Regions from separate parts of the Bos taurus genome. Here region 1 is linked to region 2. A link is a contact called in public Hi-C data. All regions are on one chromosome and are shown on one strand. The core of a region is the stretch at or near the end of the contact, and the rest is flanking DNA. Distances in the headings are between cores, read along the strand shown. Region 1 overlaps SPIDR (scaffold protein involved in DNA repair). Region 2 overlaps SPIDR (scaffold protein involved in DNA repair).

Region 1 (6,105 bases), core at 2,606-5,105, 170 kb after region 2:
GTTTCCCACTGAAGTAATATAAAGGTGAGAAAGTGCTCTTGAATTGAGAAATTCTTATGAGACAGTTTGAGCCAATGCCATTCCGTATTAGAGACAACTACAGAAAGAGCAGACGTGAATATATTTAATTGTCTTCACGTCACAAGACTGCTGTGCAATGGGCAGAAGGATATCTTAGCCTTAAATCTGAATCTTAAGAAAATCTGTTTCTGGTCCTGTCTTCCTGCCACCACAGGAAAATGTGCCAAACTCAGGAGTGAACCATACAGTGTAAATCTATCATTTTGGATGTGCAGTTATTTGGGGGAAAAATAAGATAATCATTCAATATTTTTAAATTAAATAAATAAAATGTTATGCCTAGAGACCAGTTTACTTGTTAACAGATTTTATAAATACGGATGGCAATTTTTACCAGGGTGGAGAGCAAAATCTGTCAGAATAAAATATGTGCAAGCCACATTTTAGTGAGGAAACACTCACACATCTACTGAATCACAAATAAGCATATTTACATTTAATACTTTCTAATAGGATTTACTGACCTTAATGCAGCTTTAAAACACTACATCCTCAACACATAAGAAATCTCCTTTCCTTTTTTTCTCATTTTCTTCTTGTTTTTTTTTCACAACTCCAAATTTGAGATTTCAAATTTCTTTCTTATAAGTAAACAAAACAAAGGCACATATTTAAGGAAATAAGGCCCTTTGAGCTTTCTTTCTTAGAAGTTCAGCTCAATAAAAGAAGCAGAAATCATACAGTGGGGAAAATAAGTGCTATCTTGCTCCATCATACCACACAAAGAATGTAACTCATAGCCAAAGAGAAAGGATGGATAAGATAAAAGAAAGAAGCTTGACTTAAGCAAATGTCCTCTTTCCCTTGGCCTTCCTAAACCCCTCCACTCAGTGCTTTTTTCAGGCAGAAATCCTAGTACCTAGCAGGACATCTTTAAAACCTGTAAGATACACACGGAGCAGAGCAGTGCGCTGATACCTTAACACAGGCAAGACAAGCACAAGTTCTGACTTGTGGCTAGGAGTGGGTGTCGGGGCGTGGAGGCAACGGCTGCTGCGATGTGGAAACGTGGTGCGATGATGTTCCCTCCCTCAGATCCAAACAGCAAGTATGTCAAAGGTCCAGCAATTTGGATGGAAGACTCAGTAAAAGATGAACAAAAAGCACGGGAGTATGGCAAATTTAACATGTTTCCCTTATAATCCCTGTAGATAAATTCACACTTTCCCCTACTCCTTAAACTCCTACTTATTTAAGAATCAAAACCTTTTTTTTTTTAATTTTATTTTTAAACTTTACATAATTGTATTAGTTTTGCCAAATATAAAATGAATCCATCACAGATATACATGTGCTCCCTTTTATATGAACACTCAACTAAACTGAGTAGACTACAAGCAGGTATCCCCTGCTCCCACACCACAAACGTGCTGTGTACTGAAGAGTGTTTCCACTACAATTCCTCCTAGAAATATAAGTGATATAGACCATTAGCACACATTCAATCTATGAGACCCGTGTGCTTTGTTAATGAGCTCTCTACTTGGAATGTAGGTATCATACAAAATTCTGGTAAAACGTTTTCAAGTGGCTAAGCCATGTGATCATGCATGCTTATTACACAGTCATTTGTTTAACTTTTTCCTAATTAGGTACAGAATCTTTCTCCACTTAGCTTTTCTCACAGCTGAAAATTTTGATGATATCAGGACACATACTTTGTTAAGTACCCTCAACTACAATCTGGAAGTTTGGGTACTGACAGGCACAGTGACTGGATGAGAAATCATGCTCCCATGACAGCACTCCGACCCCATTACTCTGTCCTGTCACCCTCACTGCAGGCATAAAGCTTTCTGATAAAAGTAGAGAAATGAAGGAGAATAAATAGACAAAAAATAGAATATCAGCTATTCAATTTCCATAAGAATGAACATTTAAATAGTTGTATTTAGTTCAGCTTTCACCACAGATATAGGTATTTAACTTGAGAATATATGAGTCTTGCCAGCAGTGTTTTTACAAAGTCCCTGTCACTGTCCATCTGCATGTCTTGCCTCTGTTTCACTCATTCATTCATTCCCTCACTCAGGTAGACCCTGGACTTCAAGAAACTTCAGTCTAGCTGGGGAGAAAGGCAATGTTTGCTGGGAGCTATGATAAAGGGCACAATGGAAGCAAAAGGAGTGCCATGGCGATATAATACCCAACCCTAACTCTCTACTAACACTACAGATGCCTCTTGAGGAAGGGAGGAATGCTATATTCCTTCCAGCACTTAACATTCTAAGGCTTTCTGAGAAATTCGTGCATATTCTATCTGCATTAACAATATTTAATACTGTTCAAAGGTCCTTGGAAGAGTGGTAAATTAGTATGCTTGCTACATGAAGATTTGATGGAAGAAGTTTCTTCTGCTCAAGCTTTACTAGAAGCCCAAAGTAACCCAGGCAGAAAAATTAGCCAAACAAATACTTATGTTTCAGCTTTTGATAACATGTTTGCTTTTAAATAAGTCTGTAAAGGCATATGCTTATGATTTATTTGCTTCATGGGATTATTTTTTATGATATAAAATATGTTCCCAGACCTAAATGCTCCATCATCACACGTCTGACCCGTGGCGTGACTGGTATCCATTAACTGGCCAACTGTTGGTACCCGGTGAGCCGATGAGGACAAGGCATCCTGCTCGAGTCCAGACAGGCATTAATGAGTAAGACGGTGATCAGTCACAGGAAGAGAACTATTATGTGACACCGTGACCAATCACAGAAAGAGGGCCATCACCAGACACTGGCCCCCAAACCACATATTCCAGCAGACAGTAAGTAATGCACGCGTTCTTTAAACTTTATCAGTAGCAACACCAACTCCAAATTATCCTTGGGTAAATACTACAATGAACAGGAAAAAAGTAATCTTCTAGGATCTAGTAAGCCACTTATAAGCCAAGATGTGTTTGCTCAATCACACACTGACAAATTAAATACTTTCAGAAAAAAACTGTTTAAATGTAATTTTCAGGCAAAATAGCTCTAGTCGTTATATTTCTGTGTACTTAGTAATTTTTAATATAACAGAGTCAATGAATTTCTGAAACTGGAAAACAAAGATGGTAACTGAGAAATTAAACCAAGGAACTAAGAAAGAACCATTCCAATGAGTGAAAGGATGAATAAAATCCTTAAAGATGGGTATTTAATAGCATTTTTCTTGCTTCTAATCCACCTTTTCCAGCTTTGATGTGCATATGTGACTGAAAAGAGCACTTCTTGAATCCTGCGTGTTCCCTTCAGTGGTGTAAAGCACAGTTCACATGACAGAGCAGAGCTCATCCAGGGCCTGCGAGGTACTCGTCTGGAATGGTTAGGAGAGCAGCGCTATTTCACTAAGTCAGACTCAGAGTCAACAAACAGACAAGAATGTGACATTAGCACAACAATCTTCGAAAACAACTGATCCTCCAAACCCACCTAACATGCCAAGACAGAGGAATGTTCCTCACTCAGTTTACTATCTACACTGAAGCTTATCTGAATGAACTTGACCCTGGTTGGCAGCAAGCCAGCAGTCTTCGTCACTGAATGACTTAACAGAACACTGTGTTCTTGGCACAAGCAGAAAAAAAGGTGTTGAAATCCACGCTAAAAAGAAATCTCAGCTTACATTTTAAATCAGTTTTTAAATATGATAATAAAAGTTAAATATGATGAAGGCTGTTCCGTGTTCTGTCCATTTTTAATTCAGGTCATTTTTTTACCCCTACTCCATCTGGCTCACTTTCAGTACTTCCTGGAACAATCCCTGGGACTTCCCCAGGCACTGTGAATCTTGCTCCGGCCCTTCTGTGCTGCCTCCTCTAATGATATACCTGGAAAATTCCAATGCACCCAGCGCTGGCATGGGAGGGAGGGCCAGCAAGTAAAGCCAGAAACAACGTATTGACTCACTTCCGCAGAAAGCCCTGGAGAAAAATGTGGGCCACCGTGCAGTCCCCTCACACGATGCAGTCAGAATTAAGTGAGAGATAGGAAAGTTATGTCATTCCCACACAGGTTACGTTAACTCGTCCACAAGGGTGAGATGCAAATGAGGAGGCAAGGAACACACAATCTGCAGGCAGTCTACATACTTTCAGAAAAAAATGCATCTCTTTTCCTCTAGTTTCTGTCATCTGCTTTTTCTCCTACTCCAAAAACGCCATCCTTGGTGTAACATTACGACAGTTCATCCTCATGAACTGTAGCAGTTCACAACCAGCTCCTGATCCAGGGAAACCCACAGGAGTCCTACAGTACTCACAGACACAAGACTCAAACCACAAACACTCGGCAGTCTACGCTGGTAGAAGGCCACGATGAAATCACAGATGTTTGTTCACCCTTTAGTTTTCAGCCTTAATTTTTACTAAATAGTTTCATAGGTCTCTCGTCTTACAACAACACAAACTATGTCTTAAGATCAAAGCAAACAGGCCTATCACATCTTTAACTCTGACAGAATCACGTAGTCAAATGATTTTCCTCAACATAGTAAAAGGTTAAAAAATCTTGAACATTTATTCTTTTAAAATTATCATATACTTTAAACCTTACTCTTTCAAAACTATGACATAATTATTTATTCATAATTATTTCAAATTATGTTTAAAGTAAGTTATAAATAATACTAGCATAGGAAGTCAAAGGAAAAAAAACTGGAAATATATATGGTTTACCTTCTGATAAAAGCTTCTGTTTTCAATCAAATATGATTTACTCAGATGAATGTTAAAACTAATCTAAATATCTTGACATCAACTGACAACTAAGGTTACATGGACCAAAACTGCACCTAGAAGTAGGCCTAGGCTTCAGATTTTGTTATAATTAAAAAGTCAATTCTACTGTGGATTGAAGGCTGTAATTACGAACACCTGAACGCTGTAGTTCCTGTTCTCCACCCAGCCCAGGCCCCTCAGAGGCAGTCCTAAGAACACAAAGTTCACACATCTAGTTAAAGAAATGTTTTACTCATACTCCTCAGTGTGCATTCACCCATGAAGAGACACTATAAATAACACCTTTGTTTAAAGTAAAACAATGCAAGCTCAACTGATACTACTCACTCTACCCTTAACTCATGAAAACATTCCCTGTTCTCAGGGATCCTATCAATTAGTATAAAAGAACGGCAAGGCTGACATCCCACCGACAACTTGGATTCTGTTCACTGATGTAAACCCCTAGGCTATGTGGCAGTCCTGAGCATATGGTTTTTGTAAAGCAACTGTCTGAATAAATAATTGATTTTACAAAATTCTCATGGGCTCATGAGAGCTACGTGATTTATCAATGAAGTTTTCAAATATGGACTAGAAAAACAGACACTCAGTGTCTATCTACTGTGCAATCATGCACATAAATATTCTTTGTGGTGTAGTATAGACATCATATCTGCGGTTTTTACTGCCACAGTGAAAAACTAATTTCATAACTCCCAGTCAAGAAAAAGGTGACTACGGTTATCACTCACAGTGCTCCTAGGACATGTTGGTATTGAAACAGTACACATGTGCTCCGGTTCCTCGATGCCATTTAGTCAATGTTGGTTCTATCTCTACTAATGACACTCTTCTTACATTGTATCACCTAATCACTAACTTCCAATGATTCTCTCAAAGGTTGTTAGATTTTGTTTGAAGACCTCAAGTCTTAACCAGGAATGTGTGAATAATTAGGCTTTCTGGTCATGTTACATTTACAGTTAGGAATTTTACAGCATAAAAGTAGAACAGCACTCTTCCAACCATGCCTCTCCTGAAATCTTCAGGCCCTGACCACTACTAGGTCATTTCTAGAATGTGGTCTCTTTCCTGCAGAATGCTCCTCTGCATTCCTCATGCTCCCACACACCAACACCAGGAGAAGGAAACAGGTCCTCCCAGCCATGGACGGGTGGGGCAGAAGAGGACAGAAATAGGAAACTCATTTTAAAATACATATGTAAATGCAACAGACCCAAAATAGCCAAAACAATCTTGAAAAAGAAAAACAGAGTTAGGGAATGCTAACTTTTCAGTTTCAAAATCTACTACAAAAC
Region 2 (6,412 bases), core at 2,579-5,078:
AATCAAATTATGTTTTACCAAACATTAATATTCAAATATATTAATAGGTATTCCTTGAAAATCATCACCAAAATGTTGCTAGCGATAATTTTTCTAAAATTTACTTTGTCAGATCTACAGAGGTAAAAATACATCAAAATCATATATAATTATTACTGTGTTCAATTTTCCTTGCAATATAGTATTTTATACCCAAGAACACCAGGAAACCCCTGTCCGCTCACCTGATGCACTATGGTTTCAGTCTGTTCGGGAGTGGTTATTTGGCAGGTGGAAACCAGAAGAATGCCCTATCTATCTTAAAGATACTAGTGTTAAATTTCCACACATGTGACATTTTTTTAATATGCTGTGGCTATAAGACATTGATACTGGCTCTAAGAGTTGTCCATGGGTCAAGCAGCTGACTGTCCAGTGTGGGGACGGAGGCGGTGTGGAGGCCTGCAGGGCAGTGAGCTTTGTATCCACCTCTCCCCGTGGGTGTGCCGACTGCTCCTGAGCGCACCCCTCCTGTCTCTCAAGTCCGACAGCGATTCCTGGGCAGCCCTTGGCTCTTTCCCTGATGCTCTCTGTTACCTGCTCATGGCTCTGTCATCTGCCTGAAGCACTCTGTGAACTGCTCTCCCAGATCCCGTTCCCTTCACTCTCGGGTACCACCTCCCTCTGGGCAGTGCCCCTCTGCCTGCACGGATGCCTCTGCCCCAGCATGGGTGCTGGTGGGCGTGGGTCTTCTGGGCGAGCCTCTCACCCTGAGGGTGAGCTAGGGGAGGTACTCTTGGCCCCCCACACTTGGGGTGGAGCCTCTCAACAGAGGCCTGGGGATGAGGGATGTGGTGGACAGCCCTCCTAGAAGGAGACCGAGTGCTGGACTGGGCACTGTCTGTGGCCCTGGAGCAGAGCCTAGAGCAGGAGCAGCTGGCAGGAAGTGGGTCAAGGCTCAAGAGCCACAGACTCACTGTTCTTACTGAGACATAGTAGGTTTCCATGATTCCACAGATGGAATGTCCTCCATCTGCTGTGTGCCCTTAGGACAATTTCCAAAAGCTCAAATGATTGTTGTTCAGTTTCTGCAGCTACAATGCTAGTTTGTGAGGGGAGAGTCCACCGTGCACTCACTGCTACTCCAGAAGCTGGTTCTTATCTGACTCTGCAACTCACATCCTCGCCAAACAAAGACCCTCTGGACAGCCAGCATGTGCCAGGCTCTTCAGCCGTTATTTGTGAGTTATAAGAGTATTTGGAAACTCTCTGAGTTCACAGACTTAAGTGTGACTTGTTCTTTTTTCCTTAAAAGACACCTTGACTTGTGTGAACACAAGAAATGAGCCAAATGCAAAATTACTGGGTCAGACGCAGGAGTGCTTGACGTAGAGAGGCCTTGAGGGGTGAAGAGTCAGTAACAGTGGCACGAACATGCTCATCCCCGTGCCCCGAACAGTGCCCCAGCCTCGAGAGGTTTCTTGTGTGCTAAGAACAGCGGGACTGCGGCGGTCCCAGGCCTGGGCAGGGCCCTCAGCTCCTCCCCAGGGCAAGGCCTGGCCCAAGCACACACACGAGCACAGGCGCGGGACTGCTGGAGCCTGCGGCAAAGTGCTGGGGTGGAAGGGCCTGGCCAGGTGGTCGGGGAAGGCTTCTTCCAGGGCTGGTCTTGAAGCCTGTCCTGCACAGGGTTGACAGGAACACACTTAAGAGCAGGGCGCAAGGCACACTCAAAAACTGGGACAGCAACATGGGAGTTTTCCCATGTTTGAGAAGTTGAGAGAAGGCCGGAAAATACTATGCAAGAACAAAGATAGAGGGAAAGTGGTCATAAGGGGAAAGACTACTTACTATTCGGGTATTCCCATGCATTATTCTTAATTTAAAATCAGTTATGTTTATGGAAACAGGGATGGAGGTAGAGATGTCACCCTGGTTGGCAGCTCTGGGGGCGGTGTGGAGCCGCAGCGAGCAGCCTGTGTGGGGTGGAGGGTTTGGGTCCAGGGCCAGGTGGGTCAGTCACTGGCCCAGGACAGCCAGCATGCCCACCTCCTACCACTGGGGAGTAAGGGGGATGCTGTTGTAGAAACACGGCCGCTGGCACGGGAGGTAGTTGTTTTAACAGAGAATGTTCGGAGCCCCAGCCAGGACGCCCAGGACACCCAGTGACACCATGCCCCAGGCTGCAGGTGACTTTCATGCATGCTGAGCACTGATGCTGGGATCCCAAGCCTTGCATGGGAGGTAAACTGCTGCTTTCAGATGTGGTCCACTTGGATAAACGTTGATAAACGCTGAAACAGCACAGAGAAGATGTCTCCAGGGAGGAAGGGTTAAAGAGCCTGTCAGTCTGCCATTCAAAACTCTCCAAGAGTCTGGCAAGAGAATGCCACTTATCTCAGCTCAAGGTTCCACCCAAGCCTAAAAGACTGACCTTCACCAAGTAAACCCCTCCCCCCCTCTCATGGCTGTCAGCATGTGGTGCCTGGCTGTGGGGGAGGGGCTCCTCTACCGCTGGAGACCTGCCCGGCTGCTCGGAGCTCCGCTCTGACCCTCACAATCCAGGTAACTCCAATCTGTTTAGCCCCTGGTGAAGAGCCTGCCCCTACTCTGCACCTAAGCATCTCAGTTTCCTTCACCCACCAGGCAAATCCAATTTGCTACCAGACAAAGCTGATTGACAGGAAGGTGGCATTCTCTGGTCAGGTATCAGCTCTCCTGAGTGGTAAGAGGTGTGAGCCCCTTTGTAAAAGGCCGATCTCCTGCGTGAAGGGCCCATAGGACAGTGACTGAGGCAGTGGAAAGGGCTCAGAAACAACGCCGTCCTCCCTGAAGCCAGCTCAGGAGGTGCCTCAGGTGCCGACCACACCACCCGGGTCTGTTGTAAGGAAAGCGCCTCTCTGCTTGAGCAGTCGAAATCAATGACAAACCCTCGGCCGCCGCTCGCCTGGTCCCAGAGCCCTTGGCTGCAGTGCCTTGACTTTCTTGCATTCATGAGCCAGGAGGGTGAGGCTGGAGGAAGGGAGTAAAACTGCTGCGCTGCACAGCACCTGCCCAGCAACAAAATAACAGATAAGAGGTGCAGGGTTCAACCTCAGCCGTATCACCATGGAAGTATAAAGTCCACCATGGAGTTAATGTTTGTCTTTAAGAATGCTTCTTTCTTTCCTTCTCTTATGGGCTGAATGTCTCATCATCTCATCATGCTAACTAAAGAACATTTAAAAAATTCTGAATGTGCATGTACTGTTAATCTGTGAAAGCAACAAAACAAGCATAAGGAAGAAGAAAAACAAAACTGTTGATTCACAGAGGGGGTTTCAGAGAGCCTATAATTTAATTTCTGAAGCTTCAAATGCCCCTTCCCAACTTTTCAAAAATATTTATTTTTCCCTCCTTTCGTTCACTGGCTCTGCATCACAGACACAGAAGCAGAGTGGGAGAGAACCAGTGAGCGTGTGTGCACACGTGTGTCTTCGGATGCTTGTGTTCCAAGGGAGAAGCAGATGAAGTGACATGTGGATGTTTACATGAGTCGTGGAAGCAGTTCTGAGCACTTCACTAAGAATTCCCGGAATCAGAGTCAGGTCCGGCTGCTCTATTCTAGGTCAGAGTCAACCGAAGCAGTCTCTGATCAACAACGGTCCTTCTCGCCACGTTATGATCCCTTACTAAACCCAATCTAAGAAATAAACAGAAGAAATTCCAGGATAAAGTGAGAAAAAAAGCAGGAAAGACAGAAAGGGGAGGAGAGGTTGGGAGGGGAATTTGGACCCAGCCCGGGGCGGGGGCGGGTGGGGGTGCGGTGTGAGGTGGGGGGGCAGGGTTGGAGGGGGTGCGTAGCACGAGGGGCAGGGCCTTTCCCAGCTCCAAGCCGCAAGCAGACGGGAAACCAGATACAGCAGGACACTGTGTCCTCCTGAAAAACAAGCAGACCGCGCTCCTAAAGTAAACAGTTAATCCTGCTGTTTATCTTTTCAACATGAGATGTTAGCAGGATGATCTCTACTGCACGGAAATGTGGTTTTATTCATCAGAAAAATCATATTTTCTCTTTGCTAAAATAAAAGTGTGACATGGAAACTTTCTAATATCAGTGAATAGGAAAGAATAACAACCTTTTTTTTCCCCTGCTAAACGTAACTAAAGCATGGCAAAAGTCCCGAGAAAGGCCTTTTCCACACTTTCACTTCCTCTTTATTTTCGGAAAATACTGCATTGGTGAAATTAACCAAACAATAAATCCTGCTGCAAGCTTGGTCTGAAGGAGGACACAAGTAACCAGGACATAACTGGAGTCCTGGACTTGGACCGCAGTCACCGCCCCTGGAGATGAGACTAGACTGGGCCGAGGCATGTCGGAAGAGGACATCTCACAGCCACAGAAGTCCGCCTCCAGAACAAGTTTTCAAAGAGACACAGCTCCTCTTACACATTTTGAAGTGAAATTCCCATGGACAGAGGTGTCAGTTCTGCCCCTTCCCCCAGTGGCACACTGTCCCAGGCCGACAACAGTCAGACATCACACCAGACACTCGTGGCTGCCACGCACCTGGGCTCACGTCTCACCCATCCCGATGGTATCTGTGTGCCGTGTGCCTGGTGCTGTGAAGTTCACCACTGTGGACGTCCTGCACCCACCTCCACAAGGACCTCCCAGGGTCCTCCACAGGGACGCCTTGGCTGTCTTTTATCACCCACCTCCCTTCCCTCCCCTCCATCCCCAACATTTACAAACTGCTGATCTGTCCTCGGTTTCTAAGATTTGGCCACTTTGAAATGTTATAAAAATGGAGTCATCTACTATAGGATCTTTGGATTGAACCTTTCGCCTCAGCACAATGCCCTGAAAACAATCAGGCTGATATGCTTTGTATTTTTATAACAGCTTTACTGAGACCTAATTTACATGCCATAAAATTCACCCAAATAAAAATATTGTGGCAAAACACACATAAAACATACAATTCCACCATTCTAAAGTGTACAATTTAGTGGCATTACGTACATACACGTGTTCTCCAACCACCAGCACTGTCTAGTCCCTGAACATTAGTCCAAAAGCCCCAAGCTGTCACAGGGCCTCCCTGCTCTCCCCTCCCCCAAACACACTGATCTACTTCCTCTCTATGGATCTGTCTGCTCTGAACATTTCACAGGAATGAAATCACGGAAGCTGTGGCCTTCTGAGACTGGCTTATTTCACACAGCATAACATTTTCAAGTCGCATCCAAGCTATATTAATAGGAAGTGCCAGTACTGAACTCCTGTTTATTGCTGAATAGTATTCCATTATATGCATATGTAACATTTTATTTATCCATCCACCACTGATGGCCATTTGCGTTGTTTCCACATTCTTGCATTTACAAGTAATACTGCTATGAATGTCAGTGTACAAGTTACATAGATATATGTTTTCAATTCTTTTGGGTTTATACCGAGGAGTACCTTTGCTGGATCATATGGTAATGCGAAGTTTAGATTCTTGAGGAACTGCCAGACTGTTTTCCAAAGTGGCTGCACCATTTTACCAGCCATTATGAGGGCTCCAGTTTCTCCACATCTTTGTTCAGTTCAGTTCAGTTGCTCAGTCATGTCCGACTCTTTGTGACTACATGGATTGCAGTACACCAGGCTTCCCTGTCCGTCACCAACTCCCAGAGCTTGCTCAAACTCGTGTCCATCGAGTCAGTAATGCCATCCAGCCATCTCATCCTCTGTTGTCCCCTTCTCCTCCTGCCTTCAATCTTTCCCAGCATCAGGGTCTTTCCCGATGAGTCAGTTCTTTGCATCAGGTGGTCAAAGTATTGGAGCTTGAGCTTCAGCATCAGTCCTTCCAATGAATATTCGGGATTGATTTCCTTTAGGATTGACTGGTTTGATCTCCTTGCAGTTCAAGGGACTCTCAAGAGTCTTCTCCAACACCACAGTTCAAAACCATCAATTCTTTGGCGCTCAGCTTTCTTTATAGTCCAGCTCTCACATCCATATATGACCACTGGAAAAACCAGAGCTTTAACTAGACATACCTTTGTTGGCAAAGTAATGTCTCTGCTTTTTAATATACTGTCTAGATTGGTCATAGCTTTTCTTCCAAGGAGCAAGTGTCTTTTAATTTCATGGCTGCAGTCACCATCTGCAGTGATTTTGGAGCCCCCAAAAATAAAGTTTGTTACTGTTTCCATTGTTTCCCCATCTATTTGCCATAAAGTGATGGGACCAGATGCCATGATCTTCATTTTTTGAATACTGAGCTTGAAGCCAACTTTTTCACTCTCCTCTTTCACTCTCATCAAGAGGCTCTTCAGTTTCTCTTCACTTTCTGCCATAAGGGTGGTGTTATCTGCATATCTGAGGTTATTGATATTTCTCCCGGCAATCTTGATTCCAGCTTGTGCGTCATCCAGCCTGGCATTTCTCATGATGTAC

What was found. Hi-C and Micro-C count contacts between places; a contact is called where the count stands out from the background.
Region 1: a contact with region 2 is called in a Hi-C map of liver, with 4 times the contacts expected there. A contact is called at or near these places in 2 of 11 Hi-C or Micro-C datasets (liver and skeletal muscle).

The regions. Positions count from the first base shown.
Region 1 is chr14:19,342,591-19,348,695 of ARS-UCD2.0, forward strand. The region is part of intron 5 of SPIDR (scaffold protein involved in DNA repair); the gene reads right to left. Among named protein-coding and RNA genes, the nearest start is that of SPIDR, 61 kb to the right of the region's middle.
Region 2 is chr14:19,177,338-19,183,749 of ARS-UCD2.0, forward strand. All of the region lies in intron 10 of SPIDR (scaffold protein involved in DNA repair), which reads right to left. It overlaps LOC101902180 (a long non-coding RNA gene), which reads left to right. Exons shown (of 3, transcript XR_237318.5): 3 at 1-629. Among named protein-coding and RNA genes, the nearest start is that of CEBPD, 52 kb to the left of the region's middle.